Linked DNA regions of Hordeum vulgare: region 2 is linked to region 1. The links are chromatin contacts, called in public Hi-C maps. All regions are on one chromosome and are shown on one strand. The core of a region is the stretch at or near the end of the contact, and the rest is flanking DNA. Distances in the headings are between cores, read along the strand shown.

Region 1 (5,764 bases), core at 1,955-4,454:
CTCTCTCAAAATCCCATGCGGCTAGGAGTGGAGATAAAAGGCAAAAGTCCTTTAAAAGGAAAGGAAGGAGGAGTCCTCCCAAAGTAGTCCACCTCCCTTATGGGTGGTGGACTCTTCCTTGTAGGGTTCGGCCGCCCCCTTCTCCTTGGAGTAGGGGCCAAGGCTGCCTCCTCTCCCCTCCTCCTATATATACTAGAGGTTTTGAGGGTTTTGAGACATAGAAATCAGACACGATTGCCTCACTCTTTCTAGATTTGTTTCTCCTCTAGTCTAGTTCGGCAGTTCTTAGGAGAAACCCTGCTGGATTTGTTCACCATCACCACCACCACACCGCCATGCTTGAGAACTCATATACCTCTCCGCCCCTCTTGCTGGATCAAGAAGGCTGAGATCGTCATCGAGCTGTACGTGTGCAGAATGCAGAGGTGCCGTCCATTTGGCACTGGATCAGGATGGATCGTGATGGGATCGCGGGACGGATCGTGATGAGATCGCAGGACAGGCTGCAATTTGAATCGCGGAGATGTTCCACTACATCAATCGTGTTATATACACTTTTGCTTAGCAATCTACAAGGGTATGTAGATTCACTCTCCCCTCTCGTAGATGATCATCACCATGGATAGGTATTGTGTGTGCGTAGGAATTTTTTTGTTTCCCATGCAATGTTCTCCAACACTGCCTCCCCAAGGCACCTCCTCCACCTACCCATGGGCGCATGGGCCCTTTAGGGGTCGGCTGCCCAGCCCACAAGGGGTTGGTGCGCCACCTCTTAGGCCCATGTTTCCCCCACCGGGATGGGTGGCACCCTCCTGGTGGACCCCCAAAACCATTTCGACACTTCCGGTACAATACCGAAAAAATTAAAACTTTTCCGGAACCTGAATACCACTTTCCTATATATAAACCTTTACCTTCGGACCATTCCGGAGCTCCTCCTGACATCCGGGATCTCATACGGGACTCCGAACAACCTTCGGTCACCAACACAATAACTCAACTATATCTATATCATCACCAAACGTTAAGTGTGCAGACCCTGTGGGTTCAAGAACTATGCAGATATGACCGAGACACCTCTACGGTCAATAAACAATAGCGGGACCTGGGTGCACATATTGGTTCCCACATATTCTACGAAGATCTTTATCGGTCGAATCACGATGCCAGGGATTCGACTAATCCCGTATGGACTTCCCTTTGTCCATCGGTATGTTTCTTGCTCGAGATTCGATCGTCGGTATCTTTATACGTAGTTCAATCTCATTACCGGCAAGTCTCTTTACTCGTTCCGTAATACGAGATCCCGTGACTAACTACTTAGTCACATTGTTTGCAAGCTTACTGTGATAATGTATTACCGAGTGGGCCCCGAGATACCTTTCCGTCACACGGAGTGACAAATCCCAGCCTTGATCCATGCCAAGTGAACATACATCCTTGGAGATACGTGTAGAACACCTTTTATAATCACCTAGTTATGTTGGGACTTTGATACACACAAGACATTCCTCCGGTGTCAGTGAGTTGCATGATCCCATGGTAATAGGAATAGATACATTGACATGCAGAAAACAACAGCAGTAAACTAGATACGATCAAACGCTATGCTTAAGCCTTAAGGTTTGGGTCTTGTCCATCACATCATTCTCCTAATGATGTGATCTCGTTATCAAATGACAACTCATGTCTATACCTAGGAAACCTTAGTCATCTTTGATCAACGAGCTAGTTCAGTAAAGGCATACTAAGGACACTTTGTTGTCTATGTACCCACACATGTATTTTAGTTTCCAATGAATACAATTATATCATGGATAATAAACGATTATCATGAATAAAGAAATATAATAATAACCATTTTATTACTGAACATATTTCCATCAAATAGACTTGAATGCAGCCTCTGTAAATCCTAGCCGCCAAGTTTGTCTCCAATGCCATTACATCAGTCTCTTTCCTTCTCCCCGTCTGGTAGCCTCATCGGCAACAAGAGGAGTAGGAACATGTCCACCCGTTGTCTTTTCTTCTTCCAAGGCTTTGTTTCCTCAGCAACACCGAAGAGGTAGCTGCGACATTGACATGTTGAAATGATTTTTTTTTCTTGTCTCTTTTTTACCTCAACGATGTCCAATTCATCCTACGTTGTTGGTGCAGAGTCTATGGGAGTGTGTGCTCCATATTTAATGGCTAACTTTAATCTTTATAGTAGGTGTGTCCTTTAAATAGAGCAATTGGTTTGCAATTAGTGTGACGATTTCAACACTTTCTGCTATAATAGTTGGGGGCTGCTACGCGTCCACCGACGGATGTTTAGTAAACATCCGCCACCTCAACGTCCGTTGGATGTATCGGTGCAACCGTCCGATCTACGTCCCCTCATCCAATAGTTTCTGAAACAGAGGTCGAGTTGCAGAAACAATAGTCGCGTTGCGAAAACAATAGATGCGGGGACAGATCTGCGGTGCCTCGTCCTCCTCGCGTTGGCGGGGCTGCTGCTGCTGGCGCTCCTCCGGCCGCTGCCGTCGACGTCCAGGCGGCCCTTGCTGACGCTGCTCGCCGTGCCCAACGCCGACCTTCCGTAGTCGCCCTCGGCGTTCGCGGCCGCCATGGGTCCGACCTTGCCGACGTGCTCCGCTACCACGTCCTCCTCGAGTACCTCTCCCCCGCCGACCTCCGTCGCCTCCCGGTCTCTGGGAAGTTGGTCATCACGCTGTTTCAAATTCTGAAACAACTGCCTAGTTTCTGAAACAACGACCCAGTTTCAGGAAACGGTTCGTGATTAGACGTTGTTCCAGTTTCTGAAACAACTGCCCAGTTTCTAAAACAACGGTCCAGTTTCAAGAAACGGTTATTAGGTCGAGGCGAGATCCAACGAACGAGCGGCCGATGGATGGATAGCGCGGATCAGCCGGTGGAAGGTAAGACTTTTTCATAATAGTTTATCGCATGGTACAAATTTTCTATCTCTTGAATCAATGATGATGGATTGCAAGCCTGATTTACGTAGGATGATACTCTAACCAACGCTTCTTCGACGACTTATAGATCTTCTTGGACAAAATAGCATAAATTGTACTACGTGCCATAGCACTGTCCAACCCAACATTGTGCATGTAAGTAAAATATTGACGGAAAGGAAAAAAAAGCGATTTTTTTCTTGGGGACAAAAGCGATTTTGTTGGATGGCCCAGACGTGCGAAATATTCCCCGCTGGCACGGCCGCGTAGACAGCGGGGCATCTCCCTCTCCCTCTCCCTTCTCCAGTCCGTCCTTGCCCAACTTTCCAGTGCGTCACCGGCCTCCTTTACATCTCATTCCCACCATCACCGGCCACCACCCTCGCCGCTCCCACGCCCTCGCACCGCACCTATATCTCGCCCCTCCTCCTCCCCCCTCTCCCCACCCACCATTCGCCTGCGCCCTTCGCTTCCTCCCGCCGCCGCCGACTTCCCCAGGTCTTCTCGCTCCAGGTGAGCGTCCGTCCACCTCTCTCGAGTCCCCGGCCGCCTTCGAGTCGCTTCCAGTGCTGTTATTTTCCCCCCTCCTTTTCCTACCGCTGGTTAGAGATCGAGGTGTCGTTGGGGCGGTAGCTTAGCCGCGTCGCGGCTGCGGGCGTGCGTTTCGACGGTTGTTTCATCTCGTGTTTCTCTGTCGGACGCTGGATCCGATCAGTGGGACCAAGGGTTTCGCGGCAGATGCTGATGCTGATGCTTCGGGATTCATTAGCTATGTTGTTCGTTGGGGGTGGCGAGGGAGTAGTCTTGCAGTAGATCTGTTGATGGCCGTGTGCTGCGCTACCAGGGTGCGAAGTTGGGCGTACTGTATTTTCTGAGAAAATTGCAGATCTGTAACGGCTAGTCGAAAATCTGAGTATTTGTTTCGTACTTTTGCGTCCATGTTCATGCAGCAATCTTGCCTCTCTTTGCATGTGTATGTCGTGCTGGACTGGTGGTGGTTGTGTGTCCGTGTGTGTGATTGGCTGTTGTTATCTTGTGCCTCCACCTGAAAATAGTTTATGGACTAGTAGTTCACAAAAGAAAACAAGCAGATCGATGGTGTCATTGTCTGACATGGCACCTTAAAGTGGCAGAAATAACATGTTTTGTACTATCTGAAATTCCCTAGTCATAGGATTCTGTTTTTTTTTTCTTTCAAAAAGGGAGAAAAAGAGCATGGTTGTTCACGAGCATATATGCCTTAAGGTTCTCCTGTCTCGTCAGAAAAATGACCAATGCTTTGTATCAACCAGTCAGACAAATCATAAATTGTCCAGTCTCTGTTTCAATCGTTTTAGCCACCAATGCATATACCAAAATTGATTGAGAATACACATGTATCAGTAACATGCGTTAACCTACTACCTAAGAGATCAAATCTGATTGGTCTGCTGGTGCTTCAGAGTTCGGACCAACATTTTGTTAGGAATTTGAATTTTCTTGAATGATGTATACTGTTGGAATCCGTGGAGTTGATATGTGTTATTCTATTATAATACAAGTGCCTTTTGATGTACAACTAAATACTCTTGTTTGAATAATCTCTGTCATTTCAGTCAGTAACCTAAGTAACTGCTGTAAATGTATTTCAGTGATTATTTTAGTTATCAGTGAAATGTATTTGGGCTATATTAACTGGTAAATACTCGAGAAATATATTGCTGTCCTTGTAACTCACGTTCGTGTAGGAAGAACAACTCTTCTTTCTTCGTATGGTCAGTTTAATCTGTATTAGTTGGCAGTTTTTCTAGGCCCTGTTTGAATAAGCTGTTTTATTATATGCAGATCAGTTAACATAAATGGCTGACGCGGAGGACATTCAGCCCCTTGTCTGTGACAATGGAACTGGAATGGTCAAGGTAATTGTGATTACTTGGTCACATTCTATAACATAATTTCTTATTGTGGCTGTCATATTTTTATCTTAAAATTCATTAAGGGCTAATTGTTTTCATCTTTCATAGGCTGGCTTCGCCGGAGATGATGCTCCACGTGCAGTTTTCCCTAGTATTGTTGGCCGTCCACGCCACACTGGTGTCATGGTAGGGATGGGGCAAAAGGATGCTTATGTTGGTGATGAGGCCCAGTCCAAGAGGGGTATCCTGACTTTGAAATACCCCATCGAGCACGGAATCGTAAGCAACTGGGATGACATGGAGAAGATTTGGCATCACACCTTCTACAATGAGCTCCGTGTAGCACCTGAAGAGCACCCTGTTCTTCTTACAGAGGCCCCTCTTAACCCTAAGGCCAACAGGGAGAAGATGACACAGATCATGTTTGAGACATTCAGTGTCCCTGCCATGTATGTTGCTATTCAAGCCGTCCTTTCTCTATATGCTAGTGGGCGTACCACTGGTAAGTGAAAAAAGAACAACTGTATTTATGTGCAGATTCTCTTTCGCTGTTATGTCATCTTCATCAAGTAGAAACAAAATGGATTTATGCTCTGTGATTGCTGATCGTTGCAATTTTGTTTTGGTCAATAGGTATTGTCTTGGATTCTGGAGATGGTGTCAGTCACACAGTCCCAATATATGAAGGTTATGCCCTTCCACACGCTATCCTACGTCTTGATCTTGCCGGTAGGGATCTCACCGATTCCCTCATGAAGATCCTGACTGAGAGGGGTTACTCTTTCACAACCACTGCCGAGCGGGAAATTGTCCGTGACATCAAGGAGAAGCTTGCATATGTTGCCCTCGACTACGAACAGGAGCTTGAGACCGCGAAGAGTAGCTCATCAGTTGAGAAGAGCTACGAGC
Region 2 (5,764 bases), core at 1,385-3,884, 860 kb before region 1:
CCCGTGATGTTTCTGCCTCTCATAGACACGCCAAAGTAGCCACAGTTTCTGCCATGAATATATAAGTGGTCACGGGGCCCGTGTTACTGGAAACGCCTCTTGCCGACGTTTCTTCACTGGGCAAAAACACCAAGCCTGAGGCGTTTTCAGTAACGCGTCTCAGTTTGCTGTTTCTGCCCTGCCACGTAGGAGGTCAACAGCTACTGGCCAGGCCAGAAATGCCGGCAACTTTGGCGTGTCCAGGTGAGGCAGAAACGTCACAAGGCTGGGCGTTTGCCAAAATGGTCAGATCGTGCTAAAATAATCTGCAAAGGTTCAGATCATCCTAAAGTTTTCTGAAACTAACTCTTGTGTGTGTATGTGCATTTGTGTATGCGTCTATGTTGTGTTGTTAGAAATAGAAAGGAAGGAAAAAGTACCTCGAAAAAAAGAAGGAAAACAAGTTGGTACGTTTATTGGAGTTATAAAAGTGTTAAACAAAGAATGCTAGGTTTTCGTTTTCAAGCCATAGCCACCTTCTTTGTTGTTTAGTCATGTCAGATCAGTGATAATGGAATATTCCTTCTTGGTGTTTGGATATGCTTTCCTTGATTATTGTGTTGATCCACTTGTGCTATGCATCAATGTACATGGTATTAGGATTCTTTGCTGGTGAGATCCATGTGGCAACCCCTACACCAGAAGTTCTTCCTTTGTGTTCATGGTGGGGCTCCATACCTTCTGTGCCATGCTTTAGATTTTATTCTACGCCAAAAGGCTATGGTTAATTAGCCACTTTGAGTCTCATGTCCAGCTCTGCAACCACCTAAAGTCGAAGAGGAATTCACATTTGTTTAGTTGTTTCTGTTGAATCTGAAGTTGGAAATTTATCTTTAATTCTCTAGAAAGATTTTAGAAGTGTGAACTAAACAGCTTCAACATGACGAACTACTAGAAGATAAAAGATCTCCATGAAGTTGGAAGGAGTACTAGAAGATTTACTGATTGATTTTATCCAAGTTTCATGAAGAATGTAGACAGGACATTTTCTTGCTTCCAGCCTGGATTCCAGGTGCGTATCTGAACGGAGTACTCCTGATTAAAGATCAAGTCACCCTATTGGAGACAAGTCAGGTCATATGCTCATCAATTTCTATACCTCTTGTCTGTACACTTCCGCGATTGACGGCAATTCCGTTGAATCGTCTTGGTTTCTGGAGAGCATGGCCATTTCACACCTCCAGTCAGCTACCTGGAAGATTGACAATTTTCGGGATGAAAAGATCCATGTTCCATTTCATAGGAGTACCTCTCTTTTTCATTACACGCATGCAGCGTGCAGCGTGCTGCTGTCAAATATCCGAGGTCCCTGATTTGCCATTTCCATTTCCAATTGCATTATATCAGTCAACTTTGTGCTGTATGGTGTTGGTCCGAAGTTTCCTTATCTTTGTTGCTTAATTGAGCTGCTGGTGCGGTCGTTTTCTGTGTGGCGTCAGACATCTCGTTTTCTAGCAGGGCCATCTAGTCGGTTCAAATTGATTGAAGATCTCCGTAGCAGACCATACGCATTGCAGAGTAGAATGAGTATAAATTGCTGGCAGCACACAGCTTGGTAACGTGCCCAGCAATCTCTCAACCAAAATATGTTGGCAGCAAAGGAGGCAAGGAAAACCAGGAACTTGTCAAGAACATCGAAACATCAGCTTCCCCTGGGAACTGACTTTTCCTAAGGATGGTGAAACCCGAAAATCGAACAATTCAATCAACGGAAGATTTAGAGAAGGAACGTTCTGCGGGTGGTCCTCCAGCGCGACGCAACCCGCGCCAATGGATTTAGCTCGCGCGTGGCCATGTGCATGCGTGATGTTGGATCGTTGTGTGGGTGATCATCTCATTTTGCTTGTGGACATAATAAGCTCGATCGTTATCAAGGAATCCCGTTGCGTCATTGCGTGTGATATTAGATGAATGCATACGTCTTTGCACCAGATCGGGGGCAATATTTACATGCTTACCAACAGTTTGACAAACGACATTACTCTATATACTAGTACATCTCAAGAAGAAGAAAAATGTACATCCTACACGCCACCACCGCGCACGGGCTGGCATGAAACGCACGCGCAAGACAGAAAGGAGAAAATTTAAAAACCAGTACAGCCTTGATTGATCGCACATATACTAAGAATCTAGGAGAAGCACATGATGAGACTCGGTTCGTCAGTGAAGCCCGGATTGCACGACGGCGCCGTGGAGGCCGGAGGACCTGAGCAGGCCGTCCATGAGGGCGAGCCTCTCGGAGAGCGCCCTGACGTGCTGCTGGTACTCCATGGCGTGCGTCATGGCCTCCGCCTCCAGCTCGCCCAGCTGCACGCACAGCCGCTCCTCGGCCTCCTCCGCCACGGCCACCCGCGCCAGCGCCGCCTCCAGCTCCCGCCGCAGCCGCTCCTCTCTCGCCTCCGCCTCCGCCACGGCCCTCGCCAGCTCGGAGCTCTTGCCGTCCATGGCCGCTGCCGCTGCCGCTGCCTTCCTCGCCATGCCTCCTAACTTCTCGGGGTGAGTGGAGGAGAGTATGTACTGTATATGTATATGCAACAGCACTATGCACAGACGTGTTTACGAGTTCGTTGGATCTGGAGCTCTCTTCAGGTTGTGGCGCCTTTTATATAGGCCGGGCCGCTCGGGACGGCTGCAGCTGCGGAGGGAAAGCGGGAATGTGTCCAGGTTCAATGAACCCATCGGGCACGTTTAGGTGTCGACGCACGTGTACAGCGCAGCTACATGGAGTATAAGGTGAGGTCATCATCGTTGATAATACGATGCTTCGCCCGTACGTCTCTCTCTTATTGCATTTCCTACTGGTTGAGAGGTGAACCTGGTGGCCACTGGCCGGAGATGGATACTCAAACACCAGCAGCCACAACTTTTGCTTGATTTGTCTAGCATATTCTGGCCGTTCGATCGAGCGTCGGAGGGTGGTTATTGGAGACACGGACGAGGGTGAATATTGGCTGATACCATCGCTTACGTGCTCCCATGATTGCAACTTAAAAGGGTTAAGTTTAAATCTTTCTTAAAACTCTTCGAAACGTCCACAACACATGTGTTTATAACTCTTAAAAATTCAAATTCAAATTCAAAGTACAAATAGAGGATCAAAAGAAAGAAAAAAATCAGCATCAGTAGTGTGAATAAAGACAAAAACATGAACAGTGTCAAAAACTATTTCACAGTGGTATCATGAGTCGCATCTTGATTTTTTCTTCCTTTTGTAGTTTGAATTTGGATCTTAATATTCCCGGGGTTGTAGGCGCAAGTATTTTGAGCATTCACATTGTTTTGGGATTTTTTTAAACCATTTAAAGTTAAACTATTTCACAGTGGTATCATGAGAGCATATAAGTGGTGGTACTATCATGCGATATTCTCCTAGACAAATGGCTGATCTCTCGTGCCTCGTTCTCAAGCATTTTTTCCATGAGATGCACTTTTGAAACACTAGATAACTAAACTATCCAATAATTTGTGAAATAAGATCAAATTGATATGTGAAATGACATCAGGGACATGAGAAGCATGTATCATGCATACTGCATGTTACAATTTAAATCTAAATAAAATGCACACATGCATAAACAAAGAAAATACATTACATCGATTGAAATGGTCGATGTGGTCGACAAGAGGGGGTGGTGCATAGAAGACTACAAATTTTAAATTTAATTACCAATTTTAGGGATTTGCGGATAAATATGTTCTCCATATATGCAACTAGATGAACACAACATATATGGCAAGCAAGCTCAAACCAGTGTAAGCTACGCAAAAATAATTAGCAAGCCAAGATGCATAGAAATCAAAGTAAAGTGTCGGAAAGGAATGACCACCAGTCAGTCGGGGATGCATATTTTATCTCAAAGCTCACACTTCTTTGGGGAAGTGCTAATCTACGTTGGAGCGTTGTCGATGCCAAGGCTCTGGAACACCACCAAGTGGCACAGTGTATTCTCTTCAAGTTACCCCCAATGGATGAACCTCAAATCCCTCGGGGTTGGTCTTGAAGACGACCACCGTACCTTTACATAGTCACAAAAGCACATGACAACCAAGGAAGCATCCGGAGGAACCCTGACTGCCTAGGAGCCCAAGCTCCAATAGTACAAGTTGTTGGTGAAGAAATCTTATGGGGAACACCAATAGGTTTGGTCAAGTGATAGATCGGGCCTTGATCTCTCAATTCCCAAAGTATCAAAGTGTTTGGGTGGAGCGATTTATTGATATGAGCAATGGAGGTTTGAGAATGGTGGAAGCTCACAAGGCAAAAGGGTAGGGTTAGAATGTGCTCTTATATAGTGTCCCACACTAAGTGACCGCTCCTGTCGACGAACCCCATCTGCACGGGCCAAGTTGCTCCCATGCGCTTGGAGTGTGTAGAGTCTAAATCACTACTTCGTGTGTACGACGGCCTGAGACCCTGTGGGCACGGATTGTCCAAATGGATATGCACTTCCCCGTGCATACGGTGCTAAGACCACGTCCATACGGGGGGTCCGGAGAATTGGACACTATCACATGCACACGGGGTGTCCAGAAACTTTGAACACTCTCTATGGGCGCAACGAGCGTATGAAAAATGAAGAGCAAAGAAATCCTTTTTGGTGGTAGGTGCAGGAAGACTAGTGTTTATGCTTTGAGTGTTCCCACACATACTTTCAATTATCTTGACCCTTATTGATAGTGTGCTCGTCCTATGAATAAAATAAAACCAAAACAAAAGCTTCGAGTCGCTAGAAAACCGCGCCATTTGATCTTTTTGAATTGGAGGTGTTTTAATCATCTCCACAACAAATACTCGAGGAACCAACGACATGAGATAAATCATAACAACCATCATTAGTTCTAGTAGTTACATTGTCATCACACCAAAGTACCATTCAGAGATAATTGCACTTCCAGTTTCCCCTCTTTTAGTGTAGTGATTGTTGGAAATATGCCCTAAAGGCAATAATAAATTGGTTATTATTATATCTCCTTGTTCATGATAATCGTTTATTATCCATGCTAGAATTGTATTGATTGAAAACTCAAATACATGTGTGGATACATAGGCAACACACTGTCCCTAGTGAGCCTCTAGTTGACTAGCTCGTTGATCAAAGATGGTTAAGGTTTCTTGGCCAAAGACAAGTGTTGTCACTTTTTAACGGGATCACATCATTAGGAGAATGATGTGATGGACAATACCCAAACTATGAACGTAGCATATAATCGTGTCAGTTTATTGCTACTGTTTTCTGCATGTCAATATATCTGTTCCGATGACCATGAGATCATGCAACTCCTGGACACTGAAGAATACCTTGTGTGTATCAAACGTCGCAACGTAACTGGGTGACTATAAAGGTGATCTACACGTATATCCGAAGGTGTCTGTTGGTTGGCATGGATCAAGATTGGGATTTTTTATTCCATGTGATAGAGAGGTATCTCGGGGCCACTCAGTAATACAACAACACAACAATCCTCGCAAGCAATGTGACTAAGGAGTTAGTCGCGAGATCTTGTATTACGGAACGAGTAAAGAGACTTGCTGGTAACGAGATTGAATTAGGTATGGAGATACCACGATCGAATCTTAGGCAAGTAACATACCAAAGGACAAAGGGAACAATATACGGGATTAACTGAATCCTTGACATAGAGGTTCAACCGATAAAGATCTTCGTAGAATATGTAGGAGCCAATATGGGCATACAGGTCCCGCTATTGGTTATTGACCGGA

The links. A called contact is a pair of places that touch in the nucleus more often than the background predicts.
Region 2: a contact with region 1 is called in a Hi-C map of seedling, with 2.6 times the contacts expected there. The contact joins the promoter of LOC123434448 here to the promoter of LOC123434401 in region 1. A contact is called at or near these places in 1 of 6 Hi-C or Micro-C datasets (seedling) and 1 of 1 datasets of contacts at active chromatin or transcription factors (embryo).

The regions. Positions count from the first base shown.
Region 1 is chr1H:332,790,874-332,796,637 of MorexV3_pseudomolecules_assembly, reverse strand. LOC123434401 (actin-2) reads left to right here and starts at 3,204. Exons shown (of 5, transcript XM_045115511.1): 1 at 3,204-3,473; 2 at 4,785-4,858; 3 at 4,964-5,357; 4 at 5,489-5,764. The coding sequence starts at 4,799.
Region 2 is chr1H:333,652,610-333,658,373 of MorexV3_pseudomolecules_assembly, reverse strand. It overlaps LOC123434448 (protein RESPONSE TO LOW SULFUR 3-like), which reads right to left and starts at 2,634. Exons shown (of 1, transcript XM_045115513.1): 1 at 1,943-2,634. The coding sequence starts at 2,520. The coding sequence ends at 2,203. LOC123434464 (a long non-coding RNA gene) reads left to right here. Exons shown (of 2, transcript XR_006625753.1): 1 at 1-1,051; 2 at 1,200-1,465.